Regions from separate parts of the Bicyclus anynana genome. Here region 1 is linked to region 2. Evidence: chromatin contacts called from public Hi-C data. All regions are on one chromosome and are shown on one strand. The core of a region is the stretch at or near the end of the contact, and the rest is flanking DNA. Distances in the headings are between cores, read along the strand shown. Region 1 holds the start of LOC112046742 (phosphorylated adapter RNA export protein). Region 2 holds the start of LOC112046760.

Evidence for each region. Hi-C and Micro-C count contacts between places; a contact is called where the count stands out from the background.
Region 1: a contact with region 2 is called in a Hi-C map of whole body, with 4 times the contacts expected there. The contact joins the promoter of LOC112046742 here to the promoter of LOC112046760 in region 2. A contact is called at or near these places in 2 of 2 Hi-C or Micro-C datasets (whole body and whole larva).

What each region holds. Positions count from the first base shown.
Region 1 is chr20:6,319,350-6,325,040 of ilBicAnyn1.1, reverse strand. It overlaps LOC112046742 (phosphorylated adapter RNA export protein), which reads right to left and starts at 4,149. Exons shown (of 6, transcript XM_024083508.2): 1 at 3,947-4,149; 2 at 3,494-3,751; 3 at 2,898-3,249; 4 at 1,526-1,617; 5 at 984-1,167; 6 at 1-362. The coding sequence starts at 4,009. The coding sequence ends at 103.
Region 2 is chr20:5,975,097-5,980,540 of ilBicAnyn1.1, reverse strand. It overlaps LOC112046760, which reads left to right and starts at 1,791. Exons shown (of 1, transcript XM_024083534.2): 1 at 1,791-2,350. The coding sequence starts at 1,919. The coding sequence ends at 2,293. LOC112046755 (inhibitor of Bruton tyrosine kinase) reads right to left here. Exons shown (of 15, transcript XM_024083526.2): 14 at 4,295-5,444; 15 at 3,669-3,909. The coding sequence ends at 3,778.

The sequences.
Region 1 (5,691 bases), core at 2,900-5,399, 340 kb before region 2:
ATCATCCACAGAGCATAAGAAAACTCAGACACACAGGATCTAATATTATCACTGTTCTCTAAAATTAATAGGCACACAGCACCAAGGATAACTCGCATGTATTCAGAAAAGGTCCATATCTTCATTGTTCATGACTTCTAAGAAATCGTCATCATCGTAGTTTTGCACGTCGCGCGTTTCCGTTCGGTCGGGGAGAGGGGAGTGCGGGCGCGGCGGGGAGGGGGGCAGCTCCGTATGCGACTGCGCGTCAGTGTCGCTGGAGCAGTCGCGCGCGTCGGTCGCCGGTGACGGCGGCGGGTTGGAGCCGTGCTCGGACTGGACTGTCGCCTCACTCCGCGACAATAGCGAAGGCAGCTCTGAATCTGTTATACATATATTTCTGATTTTTTTTTGTAAAAAAAGAATATTTGCCATATTTTTTTTTAATATGACCAATATTCTCATTCCCCTCGAACTAGTCTGGAAAGACTGTATTAGGAGTGGGTATAGATAATAGAGTAAATGATGAATGGGGCGGGGATCAAAAAACCACCCCTCGGTGATGAATCCGACCGCTCTTACCGTTGAGCTATTGAACCTCTTAAGGATATATCATAACATAGTTACACAATATTTTTGTATATGCATTAAAGTTGTTTAATAAAATAAATAAATAAAAGACCACTTATAGAAGTAGGACAAATAAATCTATATAAATGATTAATTTGTCCTACTTCTATGTAATGATGTAAATGTGTGTAACATCCTGAATTAACACATAATGTGTGAAACTTCATTCAAATATGTTAAGCTAAACACCCAAACACAGGTACTTTTATATAATACATTACTAGAAGAAGCCTGCAACTTCAGTTTTCATAGATCCATCACAGTATAGCATGTCTCTATCCAAATATCAGCCAAATCAGTTCAGGTGTTGCAGCATGAAAGAGTAACAAACATACATACAAACTTTATAATATTAGTGTGATTGGTAGAATTACCTGTGAGGCTCTGTTTTAATTGTTCCATGACTTTCTGTCGGTTCTTTGTACGAGTCTTCTTTATCTTGCGATTGTTCAGACGATCCTCATTGAATATATCATTGATCATAACTTGCGACACTTCGTCGTCGCGTTTCAGTAAGAAGAAAAATATACCGCCTGACGTGCGTCGGCGAGTACCATTCTGAAATTATTGAATAACAAAATTGATCAATATTGACTTTACATAGATGGTTACTAAAGTATGCAGGTGGCTTAGTACTGTGGTTTTTGGAAGTCCAAAGAAAAGGTATATGGCTCTCCGATGATGTGATGATGGATTTACAGGAGATAACAAGTAACAACGCAAATGGTTAAATTTTATGTTAACTATTGCATGTCTAATTTAAACCCAAGACAAAATAATATTACCATGCATAATTTTGCAATCAATATATTATTATTAATTGAAAACAGTTTACTGCGAGAACTGACTTAATAAAGTAGTAAATTCTAAATTCAATAAAATGTAGCATAAGAGCCATAAATGATTAAAAAATTACCATAACAAGCATTCCACCATCATTTTCAATTCTCTGGGTTTCCTTATAAATTGCCATAGCTTTATTTGTTCCAGTTACTTGTACTATCCTAGCTGAAAATAAATACAACATAAATGTATTAATTGTTTTATTATCAGATATTTTATTAAATACTAAACATTCTATGTATTAAATTTCAAGTGAACATAAAACACTTATCATTTAATTACTCTCTGTGAACTTACTAAATCCAGTTTTTGAGTAACTAAATAAAAAAATTAGGGACAAAACAAGAAACCATTTATCTATATATATATATATGGATCTTAGAAATGTATGTGCGCTCATAACTTTCGATTGACTATACGAAATTGGATGATTTTTGCTTTGTTATAAAAGAATTACAAATATAAAAAAAAGTCTAAAATCAACACTTTTCTATACTCCCATACAAATGGTTTGTAATAATACTTAATAAGAGGGGTAGGTTTTTCTTAGGGTAGGGCTACCCCTACCTGCCTATCTAGGTATGGTAGGGATAGAGTTGGGTAGGGTAGAAGGGTAGGGGTAAGGTAGGGGTAGGGTTGGAGTAAGTGCACATGAGTCAAAATGAAGCTTGACCAGGTCCGCTAGTTAGTTAAATAAAAATGAAGAGTTTGTTTATTTGGTTGACAGCACTAATCTCGGGACATTGAATCTAAATTATTTAAATTATGTTTTTCTGTTCATCCATTTATCTAGAGAAGTTATATAGATTCAGTTTGTAATATCACACTACAGTCAATAGAAGCAGAGTGCATTAATATTTAGCAAAAATTAAAAAATAAAATATTATTCATTTTGATTTACATGCACTGTAAAAAAAGCTAAAGTCAGTGGTGGATTAACCCTAAGGCCCAGTATATCTGGGCAGATGTTAGGAGTGGCTATTCGTCAAATAAAATGGGGGAATAAGCAATGAAAAATATATCTAATATGAAATTTCACCAATTACAATAAATGCTAATTTTGTCACTTTGGTTTTTGCTTAAACTTAAAGACTGTTTTGAGTATTTTATTTAATTGTGCAACAACCCCCATGACTTTGAAAAATATTAAAAAATCAATTGACTTTGATAAAAGTCAATAAAATGTATATTATATGATGGGTGCTGAAAAAAATTTAAATTCTTAAAATGTTAAACTTGATTAACCACAGACAGTTAACTAGTATCAAAACTGTGGTGGGTTTAGGCTTCAGATCTGACCTGGCCCTGCAATGAGTAGAGGCGTCTCTAGCTCACAGAGCACCCTGGTGCAATAATAACCCTGCGCTACAGCAACAACAACTAATGGTTTAACATGCTCTCCCTGGGGTACAGGGCTGTAAAACCACACACATTACTATACTTACCAAGTAATTCCGTCTTATCCTCACGCAACTTTTCAGCTATATCTTGTGCCACCAGCTCTGGCGGTTGGTCTGAAGTCACTGCGAGATCCAGTAAGTTTCTTGGTCTTTGCTTTTCATCAGGAGGATGTTCGCTATTGATCTTTTTACCTTGCCTGAACTTGTTGTTAGATCTGTCCGAATAACTCCTCTTGTTTGTTTTATTTTGTTTGTATTCATGATTATTTGTAAATATTTTCTTAGAAACATAGTTATCGTCTAGCCTATACTTAATAGTGTAGTCATAAGATTCAACACCATATCTACCTTTCTTTGTTACATCACAGCTTACCATATCTTCAGTAAGCAGTTCCTCCTGGAAAACAACATTTACTACCATCAATTGCAAAATGTTTACAACAACGAAGACATAGTATTTGTATACAATTATATTATATTTTTGTGTACTATATCAACAAATACTCACATACAAATTTAGGAGAAAAAAACAACATTGTTACATACTTTTGCCAGTTTTGAACAAATGTATAATGTACATACAATTTTCATAGTATTTTCAAGCCAAAATAGGGAAAATTTTAGAGAGGAGTTTCTCTTACCTGTAACGCTTTACACCAAACATTATATTTTTCTTTCTTGTCTGGCTGCGCAGATGGTTGCGGGCGTTTCGGTCTCAATTTAGTGCGCTTCGGGCGTCTACGAAAGTCGTCATCCGACTCCGAGCCCGACGACTCCAACCCAGTGTCTTCGTCACTCTGCTCGTCCTGTATTTGCATGTTCACTAGCGACGGCGGGTTAAAGGTTTCTGGACGCGTGAGCGGGATGTACGTGCCCTCTTCTACGTCGGAATCCTCTAACTGTAACAAAGTCATTGCACTTTAATCGACTGTTTTCTGGGGTAGAAAAACCACTGTTAACAATATACAATATCCAGATATGCGCATTATTTAGTTACTGAACAGTTGATAAACGCTAGTAATGCAATATTTGATTAAAATCACTTTTATGGAAGAGTTATAACAGTGATGTAGTGTCAAACTTAACGGCCTCACCTCGCCATCTTCTAGTTCATGGGACACCTCGACATCCAGTTCTCCTTCTGTGGTTGACATCATACTTGCCGAAAGTATTCAGAGTTGAATAATAATTGCACATATGAGTGTTTTACAAAAATACAATAATTCCGCCTTGATTTGCCGTCGCTGGTTTTAGTTTTACGCACAGACGTCAAATTGAGGTTTTAAGGCAGCTGTCATTTATGACAACTTGACATAAGACACAAAAATACAGATTCTACTTGGTTTGTTGTTGGTTTATTGCTCCACATGTCAACTGATCTAGACCATAAAGTAATTATATAATTCGTCTGAGATCCAGACATAATGAATTTTGATTTTAAGTTCTTATAAAGATTCGTAATACCGTTGCCGTGAACGGAGTAGATAGCACTGATAAAGTGCCGTTTTCAGTGTTTTCAGTCAAAGGATATTGACATTCACTTAATCATGACTTTTATCATTAATCTGTGATATAAACACAGATTATATAGTATCCACCATAGATGATACACTATACTTTTCCATTATATTTTAATGATCTGTGGAATCTACAAAGAGTAAATTAATATATCTACCAAAGAGTAAAACCACATAACCACTGCGTATCCACATCCCTCTCCATAGATAATACACTATACCTATACGACCTATAACATCATTCATACCATAGATAATAATGTCCAGCTCAATATATAATGTATCATCTATGATGTCCAGTCTAACTCTTTGGCGAACGTTTTAAATTTTGATTTTGAATGTAAGAACTCGTAATTATTTATTTATTTTTGTATTTTGTCATAATTTTCAATGTTTCAAAAAGCTAGGTAATCGTAAAAATAATTAGAATTATTACATTAATAATTGAAAACTTTAAATCAGGGCTGCCTTCGAAGCAACTTCTGGTATTTCATTTCATGCATACAACCGTGACTCTATTGTCGACGTTAGATATGCTCGCCTACCTCCTGAAATACCACCTTTGGGTGAATATGATCCTACAGAGCACAGAGAACCTGCGCAGCCAATCAAGTAAAAGAACTTAATATTCATCTAAATTCTTAAAATATACTAGCGGACGCCCGCGACTTCGTCCGCGTGACTCTTTCAACTACCTCTATCCTACCCCTACCCTACCCCTACCCTATGTTGAAATTTTTCCTGAATTTTCTTTGCTATAAACCTCACGGAGCCCGAGACCTTTCCAACGAATGCAAAACCGTGGAAATAGGTTCGTGCGTTCTGGAGTTATAGCGTCAGGAAGGAAAACCCGACTTATTTTTATATAGTAGATTACACATAACCAAAGACCTTACTTATACTTAATAAGTACTAGCGGACGCCCGCGACTTCGTCCGCGTGAAAGTCGTTGTAAACTTTCTACTACCCCTATCCTACCCTACCCTATCCTAACCCTACCCCTACCCTACCCCTACCCTACCCTACCCCTACCCTACCCTACTCCTACCCTACCCCTACCCTACCCCTACCCTACCCCTACCCTACCCCTACCCTACTCATTAAGGCTGCACTTATTTATTTACTCCCTCCATCCCCCCCCCCCCCCCCCCCCGCGAGTCGCATCGAGCGCGGCAACCGTTACACAAAAATAATCCTTAAAGCATGAATTAGTATTCACGCGCGATGGCTTAGCGTATTTCTTGTATAACTTTGGTGTTTCTTTACCGATTTTTATGATTCTTTTTTTATTGAATAGGTAATAATGTTAACTTTTTTAGTTA
Region 2 (5,444 bases), core at 542-3,041:
GGCTTCCACCTGAAGTCTTTGATGCAGTGGAGGGTTAAATCCAAAAGGTAACCAAACATGCTGAATATGTAGAATGTAGATCTTCGAATTTTTTTACATTATTCCGTAGGTATCCTTATCAAAATAGGATGGGCTGCTTCAATTTTGATAAAAATCACTATGTAATGCTTGCTGTTTGTGTTCAATAACATAAGTAAGTAGATATTTTTACTACGTGGGTAAGTGTAGGTACCAACTTCCTACTGTAATTTAAAATGTAATCTAAATAGCTTAAAATAATAATATTTTGTCTAATGGCACTTTTACAATAGCAATTTGTAAGCTTAACGCCGCAAGATTAAATCTTTATGATTTATTATTAAAGTTATTGTCTTTTATTTGAATCAATAAAAACCTACTTATTATTTTGGATAAGTACCTACTAATCTATAGACTCAATAAACAAATAGGGACATTTTGATTGATGAGAAAAAATGAAGGAAATTTTTACAAATGTACTTAATGTTTACTAATATTATAAAGCTGAAGAGTTTGTTTGTTTGATTGAACTCGCTAATCTCCAGAAGTACTGGTCCGATTTAAACAATTCTTTGTTTGTTAGATAGCCCATTTGTCGAGGAAGGCTATAAGCTATATATTATCACCGTATTCCTACAGGAACGGGAACCACGAGGGTAAAACCGCGCGGCGTCAGCTAGTGAAATAATAAAATTCCCCCTTCTGATTCATTTTTTGTAACAAAAAGTGTATCTTATAATATTTTTCGTATGAAATCATGCCAAATTTCATTTGAATTCATTAAGTAGTTTTAGTGTGATGCCCGGTCAACAAAAATTCAGACAGACAGACAAAAACTAATATTTTTGGCTTCAGTATCGATGAGTAAAAATGTGATTAGAGTTTCTAAGGATCTTATCTGCCTCTATGCAAAAAATCTTCTTAGTTTTCTACAGCAGGCGAGTAGCCTAGTAGCCTATTAGGCTACTCGCCTGCTGTAGAAAACTAAGAAGATTTTTTGCATAGATTTAACTGGTTATTATTGACGGAGCAAAATAAAATATAGCTTATAATACTTCCATAATTCAGTTTACAAAAGAGGCAAGTAGCCTACAACTAAAATTTACAAAATATAAAATTCAATGTATAGAACTATTTGACCTGCTACAGTCAATGATAATTCTATACTGTTAGATAGGTTCCATCCATAAAAATTCACCGCAAAAAGTGATCCGAATTTAGCTTATCGTTCGTTGTTTAATAAGCGACTGAATGACATTAAGTAATTTTTCCCACAATGAATAATGTTAACTGTTTTTAAATGTTAGCATTCTGTATTCTCCGTTGAAAACAAAAAATACTCGTGAAAGAATTATTTCGATACGTTAATTAATTCCCGAGATATAGAATTTTAAAGTGAGTGCGTAGTGATCAGCTCGCGTTTAACACCGTGACGTCATCAAACAACATTTGCTCGCCCGTTATAGGCAATTTCGTACTTTTGCCTTACCTACTGACAAAGTAATGGTTAGAATTGAAAAATTCTTTTTGTGTTGAAAAGCCCGTTTATCGAGGAAGGCTATAAGCTACATAACATCACGCTACGACCAATAGGAGCAAAGCACCGATCAAAAATGTGGCCAAAACGGGGAAAATAATAATGTCGGTGGTCAACCGAAAATGTCAACAGTGTTTCAACATTCTCAAAATAACAATTACCCAGAGCCGTAAAGCCAGTTAATAAATAAAAAAGTCTCAACGTCAAAACTTTATGTCAAATCAAACGTCAGTGCAGTGTCATGTCAATTGTCAATTGTCATCTAATGTAACCTAAAAACAAACAACTTAGAAAACTGAAAATTAGCAATCAAAATTAAACACTAATTTCAATATTAAAAGTATTATTGATTTGCATATAAAAATGAGATTAAATCCTGTTCTTTTTACGGCGCCTTCAAGCAAAAACGCAAGAAGGCCTCAACGAGAACCTGTTCCTTTTCAAATGCTTTTACCTCTTCGACTGAAGAAGACCGTGTCTGGTAAAGGAGATAAAGTCAAAGAGGCCGCTTGTATGCAAGAAATGGCAGTTATGTTTGCTTGCTTCAAAAAAGCAGAGTTCGATCAGCAACAGTGCTTGAAAGAGGTGTCATCATTTCAATCTTGTTATAAAGATTACAACGAACGTGCCAAGCTCCAGAGAGAACAAGGCAGGAAAGGTATTCTTGTTCCTGGTGAAAAGAATTTGACACATAGACAATTGAATCAACTTTTAAAATCCTTCCCTCCCAAAGTGTAAACATGTAGCTTTTATTTTAAATAGTGTAAATAAATTATTATTAGAGAATGATGGTAATGCAATGGTTTTATTTTTAAATTTATTAAGTTAACTAATATGTCATGTCGATTGAACATAGTAATCCAATTCTACCAGTTGTATGTTTTAACCATGTAAGTAGTTCAATTTATTATAAAACATTATTTATATTGTGTACCATATGTATTATGGACTCAAACCAATTACTCAAGTCCTTAAGTAAATGTATTGTATTGTAGCCAAATTCAACAACAAAATTGTGTCATTTTTGGCCAAGCTTCTCTCCTAATTAGAAAGATGATTGGAGCTAAGACTCATCATGCTGATTTGGATTAGTAGGTTAAGAGTGGGCTTAACTCACTATCAGATCAGGAAAATCAGGAAAATTCCACATCTTACAACACACGGTACGATTTTGCAGAACTGCTACAAACTTGTGAAACATAAGAATAAAAATATATTTTTTGTGTCGAGTCGAGCCGTCATGCACATTGCGACCAGTCAGTCACCACCACACAATCAGTTCATGCTGTTAGCTGAGATTACTAGATCATCAATGGCTGACTTTAAGAATGACCAATTTTCACTTTCACCTCCAACTAGTCTGGAAATACTGTTATGCCATCCAATAAGTTCACGTGCCTGAAGCACTAAAGGCAGGACATCCTGTAAAACTGATTGTGTGTTGGTCGGGATCTGCATGTCATGCACATGCAAGTGAACTTATTGGTGAGTGGCTAGTATAAAGCATTAGTAGATCAGGTTAGTCAGGATCAGACAATACTTCAGTATCAAACCACAACCTTTCCAATAATACACTGTAATCTTTGGTGTTGAACTTGGCCTCTTTATTGTTGTGCTATTGAGGTTTCTTGAATTTTATTATTAAGTCCTTTTGAAGCTACTTAAATGATTAGACATAAATATATCTTAGACGTCCTTGGTTGGACAGTATTTCACGTGTGTAGTTCCTGTACCAGTAGGTATATGAGGATAATTATATAGCCTGTAGCACCCAGGGATATTTTCTTAACAGTGAAAGAATTTTTCAAATTGGTTCAGTTTCAGAGCCTATTCAATGCAAACAAACAATGAAACCTTTCCTCTTTACAATATTAGTATAGATGAATTTTGGAACTAATATTTTTCATTTTATTCCAAATATGGAAACATGGAATATACGGTTTTGCTTGTCTGGTTTTGACATCCATAAGGATGTTGCAGTATGCTAAGGCATTGTTACCGACAGTGTGAGCTGGCATATGAAGATGCCAAAGGATTTCCTTTATGATGCTGATAATGGGAGCCAGGCCTTAGCCATCATGGTTTGCCTATATAGATAAATAAAACTACACAAGACAGTCACATATAACATATATTATTATTTAAAATATCAATTTCATCACAATATTATTCATACTAAATAAAATAATTATTATTAATTTGTAAAAATAGTACACTTATTATCACCTAGTGGCAGTGTGTATCCATTGTGGCGAAGACACACGCAGCTCTATGCGTCTCACTGTTATAAACTCGTCATCTATCTCATGTACATTGTAAAATCTTTCCAATTCCTCTATGGCTTTATCTTCCAGCTAAAAAAAATAATTTATTTATAAATATTATAAACAGGAAATATTTTATTGTGTGGCTAAATCAAATAGGCTAAATTCTATTGCCAGTGAAACTACGCGGATGAAACCGCGGGTTGTCAGCTATTATTAAATATTTTCAAAAATCTGCCACAAAACATCATTATGAGTAATAAAACTAGTAAGCGAAATTAAAAAAAAAACAAAACATATGAGTGGTGTGGTGTAAGTCGATTTCAACATACAGACAATAGGTTTCATGTCACTAAAATCAGCTCAGAGCATTAGAGAAAACTGTTACAAATATTTTGAGTAAACATTTAACTGATTTAAAATCAGGTTTTTACTAGCCAATTGCATAAAATGTTAAATTTAAAATTTAACTAACCTGCGTCAAAGCAAGAGGTTTAGTCATAATTCTAGAAGAATCATCCTTCTGTTTCTTCTGGTCTTGTAAAATTTTATTGAATTCCATAGAATTCGCCTTATTAGGGCTACTACTGGCTACCGGTGCTTCACAAATTTTCCAAGGATTTTTAGGTTTATCTGGAGGACTACCAATAGTCATTTTATTGATGAAATTATCTACAGTCTGAGGAGACTGCTCGTTTTCTAAAGCTAATTTCTTTCTTTGTTTTTGAGAAAGTTTTGGTCCAACATGGTTAATGATTAGATTGCCTTGGCCTCTGCCATTTTCAGAAAAGGGTCCAGGTGGCGTATCTTTAGGAGAAACTGACATTCGTGATGTAGATGGAGTAGAACTCTCTTGATTGGCTCCGAAAGAGTTATTCTTAGTCAGTTTCGTGAATGAATTTACTGCAGTTTCATTTGTAACAATTTCTTGAGCAAGAGAAATACCCCTCAGCCTTTGAACAATTTTTGGCTGTTTCTGCTGAGAAGTTGGCACTTCTGTGTACTTCTCTGTTTGTCTGGTATTCTTCTCTTCGTCCTTGGAAATCGAACGAAGAGACAACGTCACGACTCCTGATGTGTCATTTGAAAGATCTAACGACGTAACTGAGCTAACAGATTCGTATCGCATTCTAGCTTTCTCGTTTTCAGTATATTCAATCTTTTTCTGTTTTTTACTCTTTTTCACTTCGACAATGCTGTCATCTTTTTTGAAATCTTCATCAACAACATCCAAATCTAATGGCACCAGTTTAGCACACTCTTCAATAGTTTCGTCAGATGGCGAATTGTAGAATGGAGTTATAATGCGCGACGACATAATGGGGTTGAATTTACAGTAGTATTTGGATATGTCTTCCAATAAGGAGTCTTCGAGTAAATCTAATGATCTATTTTCGAGAATGCTGCTTATGTTGAGAGATATAAATTCCATGCAACTTTGCTTCAGCTGTGAGGCGTTGTACGTGTGAGCGAATTGACAAAGTTCTGTGCAGTTTTTCAAGGTTATCAGATTTGCGAGTGCGATCTCGCACATTTCTCGCAGGCGACTGATAAATAATTGGTCAGAAACAATAAGCATGCTATAAATAAAGTCAATACTGTTAGAGTTTTCTACTTCTGGACAG